Regions from separate parts of the Mus musculus genome. Here region 2 is linked to region 1. A link is a contact called in public promoter capture Hi-C data. All regions are on one chromosome and are shown on one strand. The core of a region is the stretch at or near the end of the contact, and the rest is flanking DNA. Distances in the headings are between cores, read along the strand shown. Region 1 holds the start of Msl1 (male specific lethal 1). Region 2 holds the start of Atp5g1 (ATP synthase, H+ transporting, mitochondrial F0 complex, subunit C1 (subunit 9)).

Region 1 (3,167 bases), core at 219-2,718:
ACAAGATCTGCTTGCTCGCATTGAGACATTTATTTATTTATTTAGACAAGGTATATGTAGCCCTGTCCTGGAACTTGCTATGTGAACCAAGATGGCCCCGAACTCACACATTCTCCTGTCTTTGCCTCACAAGGGCTGGGGTTAAAGGTGTAGACCACTATACCTATCTCCTATAAAAAAATTTTAGAAGTGCACTTCAGACAGATAAGCAACCAATTAATTTACAACTATGTACATGTTTTTTCCATAGGGAACTATGAGGACTTAGTGGCTAAAGTTGCTTGGAAAATTAAGGCACACAGACACTATGAACCTGGAGAATTGGGAAGTGCTCCAATAGAAGGCCCTAAAGAACACTTAGTCCTAACACCGGCATACATCTCTCCATAGATTTCTTGAATCTTTTTCCAGAAGATGCTAGGAGTAGCTACAGCTTAAGAAGGCTGGAGACATGGCTGCTTGGGAAACAACTGTCGGTAGTTGGCAGTACTTCACCCCAAGGTTGTGCTTACAACTCCCTGGGCAGCAGACATCATGGATTTTGCTGCTTCTGGGAACCAGAGGTCCCTCCATTTCTGTGCTGGATCCCTTAGAGACAAAGAACTTCACTTCTTTCCCCAACCCATGTGGGACCGCCAGGGAGCCTAGAGGGTGGAAGCTTGACTTCTACTCCATGAAACAGCCGCAGGCTCCAAGGGAGCCTGGGTCGGGGCCGGTCCCGAAGGCGCGCGGGGCTCCGGTGTGGGCCAGGCGCGTAGCCAGGTCGCCAGGGAAGGGCTATCCGACGAAGGCCGGCTCAGCAGAGCGGTCGGTAGGCGTCCGCGAGGGGCGGGAGCATCTACCTCCTTCCTTCCTCCCCAACCCCATTCTCTCGCACTTGGTTTTGCCGGGGATCCTCCGCATTCCCCAACCACCAGCGGCCGCCCTCGCCCTTCTTCCCTCCCCAGCCCGCCCCTGCCTCGGCAGCCCACCTTCGCCCGCTCCTGCGTCCTCGCCCTCGTCCCCGACCTCCCCTCGTGGGCCCCCGCGCCTCGGTCCCCTCCCCCTCGCGGCGGCAGCGGTAGCCGCGGCCCCTTTCACAATAGCGCTACCCGCCTCCCTCCTCTCCGCTCCCGGTTCGCTCCCGCCCGCTGCCCTCTCGGCGCATGCGCGCTCCGGTCGGCGGTGGCGGCGGCTGCGGCGGCTCCGTTTTTTTTAAAGGGAAACGCCGAGGAGTCGGGGGTGACTGTGGGGGAGGGGGACCCGGCGGCGCGGAGAACCCCCGGGGGAGGCGGCAGACCCCCCCTCCCGGAGTAGGAGGGCTCTGGGCGGACCCGTCCCTCCCACCCCCTCCCGAGGAGGAGCAAGGGGGGGGAAATGGAGGCTCGGGGCGGCTGAGGCGAGCTCCGGGGCGGGGGGCCGGGGCGGGGAAGGGGGGGTGCGGGGTGGGGAGACGAGGCGGGCCCGGCCGGGCAGGGGGGGCCGAAGCGAGCTCCGGGGATGAGCTCGGGGGCGGCTGGGTGCGAGCTCCTGCCTCTGCGGCGAAGGCGACGGTGGCGGCAGCAGAGGCGGCGGCGAGGCCACCATGGGTCGGCGGCGGGCCTCAGCTGCGGCCTCCACTTCTCCGCTCGCCGGCGGGATGGCGCCCGGGCCTCGGAGAAGCCGCGTTAGCGGAGGCCTGCGGCTGCTCTGCTGAGCCGAGCCCGCCAAACTCCCCTCCCCCTCCTCCGTCCTCGACCCCCCGCACCTCGCCCCTTCCCCACCCCCTCCTCCGTCTCGGTCCCCCGCGCTGCTCCGGACCACTATGACCATGAGATCCGCAGTGTTCAAGGCGGCCGCGGCCCCTGCCGGCGGCAACCCCGAGCAGCGACTGGACTACGAGCGGGCTGCGGCGCTGGGCGGGCCCGAGGACGAGTCCGGGGCGGCCGAAGCCCATTTCCTCCCCCGGCATCGTAAGCTCAAGGAGCCGGGGCCCCCGCTGGCCTCTTCCCAGGGCGGGAGCCCCTCGCCCTCTCCAGCCGGCTGCGGCGGCGGCAAGGGCCGGGGCTTGTTACTCCCAGCCGGGGCGGCCCCCGGGCAGCAGGAAGAGAGCTGGGGCGGTTCGGTGCCCTTGCCCTGTCCGCCCCCAGCTACTAAACAAGCCGGCATCGGCGGGGAGCCAGTCGCAGCCGGCGCTGGCTGCAGCCCCCGGCCCAAGTATCAGGCGGTGCTGCCCATTCAGACGGGCTCTATCGTGGTGGCGGCGGCCAAAGAGCCTACGCCCTGGGCTGGGGACAAGGGTGGGGCGGCTCCCCCAGCTGCCACCGCCTCGGACCCGGCGGGACCCCCACCACTACCTCTGCCCGGGCCACCACCCCTCGCGCCCACCGCCACTGCTGGGACCCTGGCGGCCAGTGAGGGCAGATGGAAGAGTATAAGGAAGAGCCCTCTCGGGGGTGGCGGCGGCTCGGGAGCCTCCAGTCAGGCCGCCTGCCTCAAACAGATCCTTCTGCTGCAATTGGACCTCATCGAACAGCAGCAGCAGCAGTTGCAGGCCAAGGAGAAGGAGATAGAGGAGCTGAAGTCCGAGAGAGATACGGTACGGGAGGGGTTAATCTGCATTAGGGATGGAGAGCGAGCTCTGCGCATGCTCGGGGGAAGGGGGCTGTAGGAGGCAGAGGTCCCCGCTCGGTTAGGGTTAGAGGAAGTTGGCCACCAGCTAAAGAGTGCCTTAGATGTTGGGTCGTTAGGAGCCTGGCATCACTGACACGTTGGGTCGGAAGGAAGGGTTAAAGGGCAACCTGTGTGTGTGTGGTGGGGGGTGTTATGGGAGGCTTCGGTTGCCAAAGGGTTAATTTAAAACGACAGCCCCACACTTGTGGGAAAGACGTTTAGAGTGGGAAAGACCTGATTTACGAGGGGTTAAAAATGATAGGGTGGGGTGCAGATGTGGCTGTATGGCAGGGGTTGTATTCAAGCGCTGTTGCCTTAGCTGTGCATTGGAGAGGAGGCTATAACAGCTGTTGCCGTAACCACCGCTGTTGCATCTTTAGACAGGAGGGTTGTCATAGGTCTTTTGGTCGGTAGAGGGTAAAGATGGTGTACGTGGAATCCTGTTTTAGCTCTCCTAAATGAGAATCACTGCCTTTGATTTCAGAGAGTTTCTAGTAGAAAATCTGAGTTATAAAACACTACCCGCTGACCACGTC
Region 2 (3,063 bases), core at 240-2,739, 2.7 Mb before region 1:
TTTCAAGGTCAATTAACTTATTTTCTCAGGTCCGTCTACATCGGAGACAGCTATGCTGATAGTCTGTGGGAGCCCAGGGTGGCAGCAATCACCATTTGATATAATGCACTAGGCTGGGGAGCACTCACAAGACCCGGGGGTCAATCCTCAGAACCAAACCCAAACCAAACCGGATACCAAAGTCCATTTCCAAGGGCACAGACCTAATCAGTTTCCCAGAATAGAGTAAGACCCAAACATCCAGTCAGTTGTTGAGGTAACAAAAGGCAATCAAGGGGAGAGATTTACTAAGATGCATTCACAGCAACATATATCCTTCAGGCAGCGGGCCAGGAAGCCTGGTTTGACTCCCAGAACAGCCATCTTAGGAAAGCTCCCAGTGACACGGATTGCTTGACACATTATTCAGTACAATGACTCTCAGGCTTGGCAGAACATTGGCATCACCTGGGGCATTCTACCAAAATTGCTTAGGGGTTCCACCTTCATTCTCAGTCTGATGCAATTGGTCTGAGGAGCAGTCTGGGCAGTAGAAGCATTAGGCTTTCCAGATGAACTGAACACGCAGCCGAGGTTGAGAAAAACTGTTTTCCGGCTGTCTGGCTACAGCCAACCCAGGACTGTAATAAAAGGTCAGCTCTAGCTTATCTGAGGACGCTCAGAAAGCCACGACGGCTTGGTTTACAGGCCTGAATAAACATAGGTTACCTGCAACAGCTCCTATACCCTCCGCCAATAGCCATCATCATCATCACGGAACGCCAGCCCCTCTTAGTCCATTCATTAAACATGATTGCTCCCATACCATACCCGGCACTATAGGGAAACCCGGAGCTTCCGCTTACCAGAGCTGGAGAAATGAGCAGTGCCTTGGTGGTCTGCATTTTTCAATCTGCAAGAAGGGGGAGAAAAGAAAAAAAAAAAAAACCGTAATTCCTATGAAAGCCCGGGTGTCTGCTTATACTGGCAACCTCCTGTTGTCCCCATCCACCTCCAATCGTTCCCCCCAACCCTCTTCCTATACCCCAGCTAAGGAGGGCATTAGAGGTCAGAAGGACAGAGCAGATTCCGGGGTCAACCACTCTCTGCGCAGCGGGTCTGCAGAAGGACAGCAACCGAGATCGGAAATAAAAGGAGGTGGCTCAGGCCCCAAGAGGGAAATGTTGCGAAAAGGAATGGTCTCCCGGGAAGACCGGAGGCAGAAACTGGCAGACGTCGTGCAGGATCCTGCCCAAGTTACACTGCTGTCCCCTACTCTCCCCAGCGGCCGTTTATCGCTCATTACCGTTGGTAATTAACATTAATTGATAAGGCTTAAAGACTCTAGTCCTCCTTCCCTATCCCTGGAGGCAAATGGTGCTCCACGTGGCACAACCCACGGCCTTGCGGACCCCTGTCTCCCAGCCCCAAGTCACCTGCACTCCCACTCCCCTGCAGCCCCTGCTCGGCCCACAGCACACTCCCTGCTCAAGGTGACTGACTCACCTCCCAGCTTTAGCCCTTGGTCTGAGCGCTCAGCTCCCCCACCCACGTGTTCGGAGTCCCTTCACTCCCATTGGTCGTTATCTCTCCACGTTCCAATTGGCTGGCGTCATCAACTCCATCCTTCTTATTGGTCTTCTTCAGCTTCTTCCTCTCTCTCCACAGGAGCTTCGTGGCAATTCCCGCCTCCTTGCGGATAAAGGCGGGTTCTTTTTCCGAGTTCGGGGTTACGATTGGTCGAATCCCGAAATGCTTGACCATAGAGTCGACGAGACTCAGAGGTTCTACAACCTTCAACACAAAATGGCGACCAAGGTGCAAGCGGAAGAAAAAAGCGTGGGAGTGACAACCGGCCGCTTGACGCAAGCTGACACGTGATAAGGGCTCCAGGCCTTCATTCGGCCGCTTGGACCTTGGGGCGCATTGCATGTTGGGCCTTGTAGTCCTGTCCAAGGACTCAAGGACCACCGACATCCCGCGAGATGTTGCTTCCTGGCAAGGAGAGCCGACGCCTTTACAGTACCTTCCACCATCGTGATTTGTAAAAACCCCCATTTTCGTCCAAGTATTAAGGCAGGCTGGAAAACTTCTAAGTAGTGAGCGTGCTCTTGTGGGTCTGTCAGTAGTCAGTCAACATGGACTCACAAGTTGAATGGTGGAAAAAAAAAACTCAACAAAATACAATTAAAACCAGGCTTGCTATTTCGTACCCGAAATTTTAGCACTTGGCAGGTGCTTAGGAGACAGGAAAGTCAGGAGTTCAAGGCCAGACTAAGCTTCTTGAGTTTAGGTAAAAAAAACAAGGTAGGGCTAGACAATTGTATTGGGAGTGGGGAGAACTCTAAAACGAAAATAATAATTGGTAGGATGAAGCGTGCAAAGAATTCAGGTGGTGCATGCTTGTAATTTCAGACATCGGAAGGCTAAGGCAGGAAGACGGAGCACTTGCTCCAGGCCAGTCTGGAGTAAGTAGCAAAACCTGGCTTAAAACGACAAAACAATGCCGGCCAGTGGTGGCGCACACCTTTAATCCCAGCACTTGGGAGGCAGATGCAGGCAGATTTCTGAGTTCGAGACCAGCCTGGTCTACAAAGTGAGTTCCAGGACAGCCAGGGCTATATAGAGGAAACCCTGTCTCAAAAAACCAGCAACAACAAAGAAACAAACAAAACCACATGTGTATGCACACAAGCACAAAGGGTAGGGACAGAAAAACAGGACTGCAGTAACCATTCACTAGTGAATTAGAAAACCTTCCTGGAAAGCAGTTTGGCAATACTTTTTATTTGAAATGCTATGAATGAGCCATCCTCTTTGACCCAGTAATTCTTGAGTAACTGAGGACCTTTAAATGCTCCACCCTCCTTGAGTCAGTATTAACACTTCTAGGAACCTGCACTAAATAAATAATGTCCTGCAAAGGTTCTGATAAAAACAGAATGAATGCCGGGCAGTGGTGGCACACGCCTGTAGTCCCAGCACTTGGGAGGCAGAGGTAGGTGGATTTCTGAGTTCAAGGCCAGGCTGGTCTACAAAGTGAATTCCAGGACAGCCAGGGGCTACACAGAGAAACCCTGTCTC

The links. Promoter capture Hi-C pulls out the DNA fragments that hold promoters and counts their contacts.
Region 2: a promoter capture Hi-C map of liver shows a contact between it and region 1, with 4 times the contacts expected there. The contact joins the promoter of Atp5g1 here to the promoter of Msl1 in region 1.

Annotation. Positions count from the first base shown.
Region 1 is chr11:98,794,048-98,797,214 of GRCm38.p6, forward strand. It overlaps Msl1 (male specific lethal 1), which reads left to right and starts at 1,469. Exons shown (of 9, transcript NM_028722.3): 1 at 1,469-2,557. The coding sequence starts at 1,784.
Region 2 is chr11:96,074,142-96,077,204 of GRCm38.p6, forward strand. Atp5g1 (ATP synthase, H+ transporting, mitochondrial F0 complex, subunit C1 (subunit 9)) reads right to left here and starts at 1,490. Exons shown (of 5, transcript NM_001161419.1): 1 at 1,416-1,490; 2 at 846-892. The coding sequence starts at 884.